Regions from separate parts of the Zea mays genome. Here all the other regions are linked to region 1. A link is a contact called in public Hi-C data. All regions are on one chromosome and are shown on one strand. Each heading gives the region's core, a stretch centred on a gene start, on an enhancer-like site or on the middle of the called end of the contact. The rest is flanking DNA. Distances are from core to core; before and after follow the strand shown.

What was found. A called contact is a pair of places that touch in the nucleus more often than the background predicts.
Region 2: a Hi-C map of endosperm shows a contact between it and region 1, with 4 times the contacts expected there. The contact joins the promoter of LOC100382515 here to the promoter of LOC100284625 in region 1. A contact is called at or near these places in 5 of 25 Hi-C or Micro-C datasets (bundle sheath, ear, endosperm and 2 more).
Region 3: a Hi-C map of leaf shows a contact between it and region 1, with 5 times the contacts expected there. The contact joins the promoter of LOC100381307 here to the promoter of LOC100284625 in region 1. A contact is called at or near these places in 7 of 25 Hi-C or Micro-C datasets (bundle sheath, ear, endosperm and 2 more).

The regions. Positions count from the first base shown.
Region 1 is chr7:28,917,613-28,920,242 of Zm-B73-REFERENCE-NAM-5.0, reverse strand. It overlaps LOC100284625 (senescence-associated-like protein), which reads right to left and starts at 1,300. Exons shown (of 5, transcript NM_001157520.1): 1 at 1,110-1,300; 2 at 1-631. The coding sequence starts at 604.
Region 2 is chr7:28,578,934-28,581,563 of Zm-B73-REFERENCE-NAM-5.0, reverse strand. LOC100382515 reads right to left here and starts at 1,283. Exons shown (of 4, transcript NM_001175252.2): 1 at 835-1,283; 2 at 683-735; 3 at 1-132. The coding sequence starts at 1,248.
Region 3 is chr7:28,654,743-28,657,372 of Zm-B73-REFERENCE-NAM-5.0, reverse strand. It overlaps LOC100381307, which reads right to left and starts at 1,304. Exons shown (of 4, transcript NM_001195855.1): 1 at 1,203-1,304; 2 at 1,045-1,098; 3 at 888-939. The coding sequence starts at 1,294.

The DNA of each region.
Region 1 (2,630 bases), core at 51-2,550:
GGGCAGTAAAAAGAGCAGCGCACTGCATACACGCACTAGCATAACTGTCAGGAAGCCATTCTGGTGGCTCTGCTTCCAGTACAGCCCTATAAATGTTGTAATTTAAGGCTTCTTCATCAAGTACTGGTGGAGCACTTGGCATGTAGACTGAGGAATGCAAGAATGTGTTACCATCATCAGCCGACCCAAGGAATGAGACACTGGTCTTAGTGTCCTTTGGCTGTTCAGCTTCAGTATTTCCCAAATTGCGACCGATTATCGCAATAACGCCACCCAGCAGGTTCTTAATGTTAACTGGTTTGTGCGCCTTCACAGGTGCAGAGCCCCAATATTCATCAGGGCATTCATATCCATCAAGGAAATCAGCTTCCCCATTTAAATCAAACTCATTTTTCCCAGACCATTTTGGCTCAAATGAGTTAATGAGGTTTCCAGCTGTTCCCAATGCCCCTTCTATATGCCGAGGCAACGCATTTGGATCGAATGAGTTGATTGCATTGCCAACCGTTTCCATAACTTTTGACTGGATCCCATCCTTGAGGTTGTTTGTCACTCCTGGTGCAGGCAATGGGTGATACAAGACAACCTCCCTACGTGTTGACATGGCAATCAATGAATAGCACACAACTTTCTGAAACAACGAAACCTGAAATGAGAACATGTTCAATGTACGTATTGGATGTACAAATATCTAAATAGAAGATAAACAACCAGAACCACTAGTTTTATGGCCTGATTGACAGACTATTAGGACCCCCCCCCCCCCCCCCCCCCCCCTCTCCGACCACCACACACCCTCTTTCAGTGACAACTATGAGAGGCTACAGAAATTGACCTCTCTCAGCTAAAATCTATCTATCACGATACCTTTTGCAGCAAAACCCACTTTGAATTGCGGAAACAACATGTAAGGTACTCCAATCTTGTCACCTAATTTTCGGGTGGTTTGTTTGTGAACACCCGGATTCATTTGTTTCGCGAAATAGGCTGCGACCGAATTGCGAGTGGATCGATGGATTAAATGCATACAAATCTCCGGCTAATTAACCGAACGAGGAGAAATGAAGGTTTCGATTCAGTTAGCGATCCAGGGTGCTAGGGTTACTTACGAACGCGTGAAAGAGGCGCCCACACGAGTCAACCCGAGCCCGGGCAACTCTCCACCCTGTCCCCTGTCGGCAGAGAGGGCAGGGGCGACGACGCCTCACGAGTCTCGACGGCGGAAGGTTGCGTGGCTTGTTGAGCCGAGCCGAGTTGCCGGCGGCAAGAACACTGCGGTGCAAGAGGAAGAATAGGCGACACGACACCACGCGGCACGGCGTCCGAGGGAATGGTTGACGCGCACGCGAGGCGGCGTGGCCGACACGATAAAAGAAGGCCCGGCCCACGACCGCAAGACCAGGCCGGCCTAGTACAAACGTTGTGTGCCGTTATTCTTGTAGTATAGTAGTGTTGAATAACAACATTACCATGCATCATTAGATCCGTTCTCTTCTTTTCTATTAGTAGATTAGACACAAGAAGTTGTACAAGATATGTCTCTCTTTCCATAAGCACAACAGTGAAACACACGAGACACAAGGTATATGGTTGGACCTCTTGTCTCTTTCTCTTCTGTATTCTATATGAGGGTACAAGTTGCATATATAGAGACGTGATACCCCTCGTGGGCATATTCAGTATTTGCTCATATAACCCTTCATTAGGGTTTATCAACACTCCCCCTTAGACGAATACCGCGACCAACACATGTCTCATTAAAACTCTAAAAAACCCAGTGGAAAAAATGTGGAGAAAGAGCACATGGTGACGCATATTGCTTTTGCACTTTGTTGCCTCGTTAAAAATCTTACGTAAGAAACTTCAGAAAAACTCATCAAGGAAAAAAGAATACAACATCTGTCATCAGGACAGATTTCGATTTTCTAGATCTAGATTACATCGAATCTTCTACAAGGACTAAATTTAGAAACATACCCCCTGATCCTTGTAAAATTGTATCAATATGGCAAAACATCTTCTTCTGAAAGTATATGCACATAGAGATTTAACAAACAGATTGCATATCTTTGCAAGGATTATTTCAGGAACTTCACCTCAATTTACTTCTAGGATACACGACGTAAGTGCACGTTTCAACATAAATAAGTCACTTTGATTGGTGGTGTTCGATCGACTGGATCTATATATTTGATAGAATTTTTTATAAAGGTTTACATATTGATCACTGTAATACCCAATTTATAAGAAAATATAAAAGGAGAAATTAATTTATTTATCTATATGTGTGTGATATCTTTACTCATCATCACATGTGAACACCTCACTTAAACAAATAAATAATTAACAAAAGACACTCAAATAAATCATGCATCATGCTGGGTTTCATTTTGTGTGCATTTTGTGATAAAATAAAAATAATGAAAAAGGAAATATATTAATGCCCAAATTGGAATTTAAGATCTAAAAGAAATTTTAGAATTTGAGAAAAGAGAAGAAAAGTGCTATATAAATATAAATAAAATATGTATAATCAAATAATTGTACTTGAGCATACTAGAATATGAACTTATATTTTTGGTCCAAGAATAAACTTCACAACAGCACTTGAAATTCAAATTTTGAAAGCA
Region 2 (2,630 bases), core at 34-2,533, 340 kb after region 1:
GCGCCTCGAAGGTGCTTTAGGATGCCGTCTTCGTCCTGCACCGTGCAATCCACAACCCCGACGATCTTCTCATATGGTGCCTTTGACGGCTGGTCGGCTGCCTCAGCTTCTTCAGCCACCAAACAAGCGTATCTAAGGAGAACAGAGTTCAGTTGGTGTAGGCGGCATTGTTAGCGAACTAAATAAGGTTCAGGCATCGACTAGTCCTAACGCGTGGATTTAACGAAGCCTGCAGGCCAACACATGTCAATTGCAATTTTAGCAGAAGGGTCATGAGGCACAACGTAATAACTTGCCAGTAAATCAGATGCCTGGGATTATTTCGATACTAAATGGCAAATGTCAATTGATTTAAATTACTGTCTTTGACAAACATAACACTACCGAACTAAGATTGATGATATACTGGTACAAAAAAAAACCCAAAAACATAGATGTTTGCCGCCTTCGGAGCACAGATTGAGAGCAACAAGAATGCATTTCAGGTGTAAAATATATGATCAGAGAACATGTAAATTTGAACATTACATTAACTTGTTCATTCGAATAAGAACTCCTACCAAAAACACCACCACGTTGCTCTAGACAAATTAAACTTTCTAATCAAAATCCAGTACAAGTACTATTTGGCATTGCTACCAGCGTTATGAAGTAGCACAGCAATCAAGAGCATTGATCGCACCTGTCAGGCGGCGAGTTCCTCACTCTGTAGATGAGCGCCGACAGCACCTCGGCCTAATCTTGACGCAAGCAACAAACGCCGCCAGTACAAGCACCGTGAGGACGGACGAACAGATCCAATTGAAGCGCAAGCAAGCTCAGACACGTGCTCACTTTGAAGAAGTCGAAGAAGAAGTCGTTGAAGAGCGCGACGGGGACGTGGAAGGCCTCGGCCTGGACCTGCGCCACCCGCCGCATCTCCTCCCCAACCCGTGCCATCCGCCGCACGCCCCACCCGGCCTCCCGCGCCAGGTACTCGTCTTCCTCCTTCGCGACGCCTGCCGCACCGACCCCCGCCTCCGTGGCCCGCAAGCAGGGCACCCGCCCCTCCGCCGGCCTTCTCCTTGCCGCAAGAAGCCCCCTCTTGGGGCGGCCTCCATGGACGCCGCCGCTCCTGGGCCTGGAAGGAGCAGGACTGGGTCTGGCTGTGGCTGCGACCACGCGGCAGGTGGGGCGCCGCTTGCACTGAGAGGGGCGCGAGAGCGGATGGGGGAGAAAGGGCGGCGGCGACGCGCGGAGGACGGCCATGGATTCGGATTTCGGAGTCGGGACGGGGGCTAGCCAGCGTGTGGACCGTTTCGTTCCGCTTCGGCTTCGGGGAGCATTGCCCATTGGGCCTGGGCCTGGGCCTGGGCCTGGGAATCCTTCATCTTTGAGAATTGGCGAATGACAATATTTCGGATTTTCAAATTCAATTTCTTAAGCTAGTTTGCCAACCACAATTTTTTCAATAAATTTTTATTTTTCTAAAGAAAATTAGTCTATTTTTCTTTGGTAATATAGAAATCACTTGGAAAAATATGATTGTTCCGGTTGAAATTTTGGGATGGCAACATTAATGATCGATTAACCCCGCAATCTATAGGCTATCGACAACAAGAAAAACATTTTCCGATAGGCATTTAGCTATTTGCATACCACCTATGATTGGCTTGTGCTAGTTGCCGGAAGTCATTGCTCTAAAAAATATGACACATAGAGAGGTAAGTGAGTTTGTGATTGAGCATATTATTCATGGATTCAACATTCTCTAGACTCTGACCACCGATCAAAACTTCTTCATGTCAAAAGAGGTACGCGAGTTTGCTGAATTATATAAAATTAAATTGCTCAATTCTTATCCATATTACACTCAGTCCAATGGTCAAGCCGAGTCAAGTAATAGGACATTGATCGGCCTTATTAAAAAGAAGATAGTCGACCATCCCAGACGCTGGCACTAGGTGTTGTCTCAGGCTTTGTGGGCTTATAGAATATCTAAGCACTGTGCTACTAAAGTCTTTCCTTTTGAGCTTGTATATGGACATGAAGCAGTTTTTGAAAGTCGCCTAGAGGGGGGTGAATAGGCGGAATCTGAAATTTACAAACTTTAAGCACAACTACAAGCCGGGGTTAGCGTTAGAATAAAATCCGAGTCCGTGAGAGAGGGCGAAAAACAAATCAAAGGCAAATGAAGCGGATGACACGGTGATTTGTTTTACCGAGGTTCGGTTCTTGCAAACCTACTCCCCGTTGAGGTGGTCACAAAGACCGGGTCTCTTTCAACCCTTTCCCTCTCTCAAACGGTCACCTAGACCGAGTGAGCTTTTCTCCTTAATCAAACCGGGTCACTTAGACCCCCACAAGGACCACCACAACTTGGTGTCTCTTGCTTTGATTACAAGTGTCTTGAGAACAAGAAAGAGGAAGAAGAAAAGCGATCCAAGCGACAAGAACTCGAATGAACACGAAAATCTCTCTCTCACAAGTCACTAATTGTTTGGAGTAGTTTTGGACTTTGGAGAGGATTTGATCTCTTGTTTGTGTCTTGGAGTGAAGTCTAGAGCTCTTGTATTGAATGCAATATGCTGGAAACTTGGATGCCTTGAATAGTGGTGGTTGGTGGTATTTATAGCCCCAACCACCAAAAC
Region 3 (2,630 bases), core at 55-2,554, 260 kb after region 1:
TGGCTAAGCACCAATCGGTTCTCTGTTTCTCAAAAACGAAGTTTTATAACACCCAAAAAACCAAACCGAATAAACCGATTGTCCACTCCTTCCACCTCCGCCTAGCAGAGCCGCCCGCTACCAATGGCACTGCCAAGCACACACTGCCCCCACACCACTTGTGTCTAGCAGACCTGGCCCCTGTGGCTTTCTCTATTCAGCTTTCCATGCTCACATCATGATTCCCTGTGGCTCCCTCCCTTCAGGTCCCTGCCCTTTTGGCTCCTCTGTTCAGCACCACATTGCCTCCCAAGATGCTCCCTTTAGAATCCTATCCTATGCTGAGTAGATGAGGGGTTTCAGATGAGCATTCTCAGATGATTATTTCTCTGATCAATTCTCCCATTTGATTGTGCGTTCCTGGCGATTAATTCCCCCGTTCAGATTTGTGTTCCCAGTTATTTGTGCTCACATTAATGTCCTGCCCCATCTTCCTAGCATTGCTTACTCCCCTTTTGTTCAGACCTGTTAGCCCCAGGTCTCCCATTGTCCTTCTGATGGAGACCCTAGAACACTGGCCTGACCTGGTCTGCACATTGTGACAGGTAAGGTTACAGACATAGGCCCTTCTGCTCTGCAATGCTCTTTCAGTCCCCTCTGCTCTCCCGATTAATTGGTTTGTTTCAATTCCAGGCTCCTCTGCTGTATTCTTGCTCTGTCTGTCGATTGGCCTCCTTTCAATTTTTGTTGCAGGCAAACTTTAGTTCCAAGCTAGTATGTCTGGATTTAGAGTTCATATTTTCTTACATGTCCCCGCAATCCCCGCAATCCTTTCACAGCAATCCAATCCAGCAAAGATAACCAAAAAAAATTCAGCACATAATCTAACTTGTCAGCGAGGCGATTACCGAGCACGCCGCAGCGCTCACCAGCGACCGCGCCATCGTCAGCGCACAGAACCTGAGAATCAGCATGGAAGATATGAACTCATCATTCCTGTACCAGAGTAGAGGCTGGGAAAATGGGGAAAAGAAGGAAGTCGGAGGGAGTGTTAGAAGCACTAACATTCCGCGGCCGCCGGAGAGGGCTTGGTCGGCGGGGTGCGTCCATTCGTCAAAGCTGCGGGAGAGAGGAGGGGCGAGGGAGCGTCAGAGCACGGAATCAGGACGTCGGCGGATACCGCAGGGGGGAGGTGGGGCTGCGGGTGCTCGTGTGTCTCTTACATCCAGCCGTAGCGGCGGTCGAATACGAGGCGGCGCGGACGGCGGCGGAGGTGCGGAGCCAACGAATCGGTGGAGGACTGAGCCGCCGCCATGGCTGGCGTTGACGCTGTCACGCTATCCGCACTGTATATACCAATGTTTTAAATAGCCAGCTATAGCATTTCACCAGGTCTAAATCTAAGAGATGCACCATTTAATGCTAATTAAAATTAGCCGCTAATAATTTTATTTAGCTCGTTAAATACATAATATTAGTTTGATTTAGCCACTAAACATGTAACCTTTTTTTACTGTTCGAACCTTTGAAACATTGAGGCCCAAAAATAAACTATAGGCAGGTCCTTTAATTTAATATTTGTTAAGCAGTGGTTAAATGTCTTTTACATGTGTCGTTGAACGTCGTTGAACATTGAATTTGCATATACGTTGATTTATTATTGAATATTTAAACTACTACTTTAAATTTTCAGATTCAAATAATAAACATTTAATTTATCAATAAAGTTATGTCATTTTCTTTTAAAAACCCGTTAAATGGATTAGCTCGTAGCTATAGTCTTTATAGTTTATCAAAAGCTCGTCGCTAAGGCCCTTAGCTGGACATTTAAAACAGTGATCTATATTAGTGTATCAAGAACCTAACGTGGGCGTCTTCTCCCTTCGCGCGGACACTCTAGACCCGTCTCATGCGCACCGCCTCGAAGCACAGTGCTCTCTCAGCTACTGAGCTATGGACCCCAGCGCCCGTGTAACCAGCTTCCGCACCTGTCGAGCACCCAACCCCGACCGTGCAGCCACCACATCACATAAAAAATAGTGCAAAACGAGCACTTGAACTCAAGCCCCCTCCTCCAAAAATTTGGAGCTAACAACCAGACTACACATGCTTAGTGTTTAGAAATAAAGAATAAATTGTATTTGAATAAATATTTGAATATCTATTTATATGATATATAACAATTATAGTAAATACGGGCAACCGGCTAGTATACTATTATTAACTAAAATACATTTTTGGTATTTAACCTTGTCTATTGTGTCATTATGGTCCACAAACTTTTAAAATATATTAGTTCGATCATAAAGCAATGTTCGAGCCTTAGTTGGATCCAAACGGACTGATTTCGCGATAGAGCGTAACATTGACATATTGGGAAGAAAATTCTGTATATACCGGATGTAAACGCTATTTTTTACAGCCTCCCACATCAATCACTTGAAGGCCCACAAACACAGATCAAAATTTACAAAAAAAACCCTTTATTAATTTGTTTTTCTTCTATTTATATGGACAAGCAGCTAAAATATGTGAGGGGCTGTAAAAGAGATTTTTTACATCCGGTATGTAAAGAATTTTTTTCCACATATTGACATATGGACCCTATATATCAGCGTGACGAAACGCTCCCCCTTCGCCTTACTCCCGCA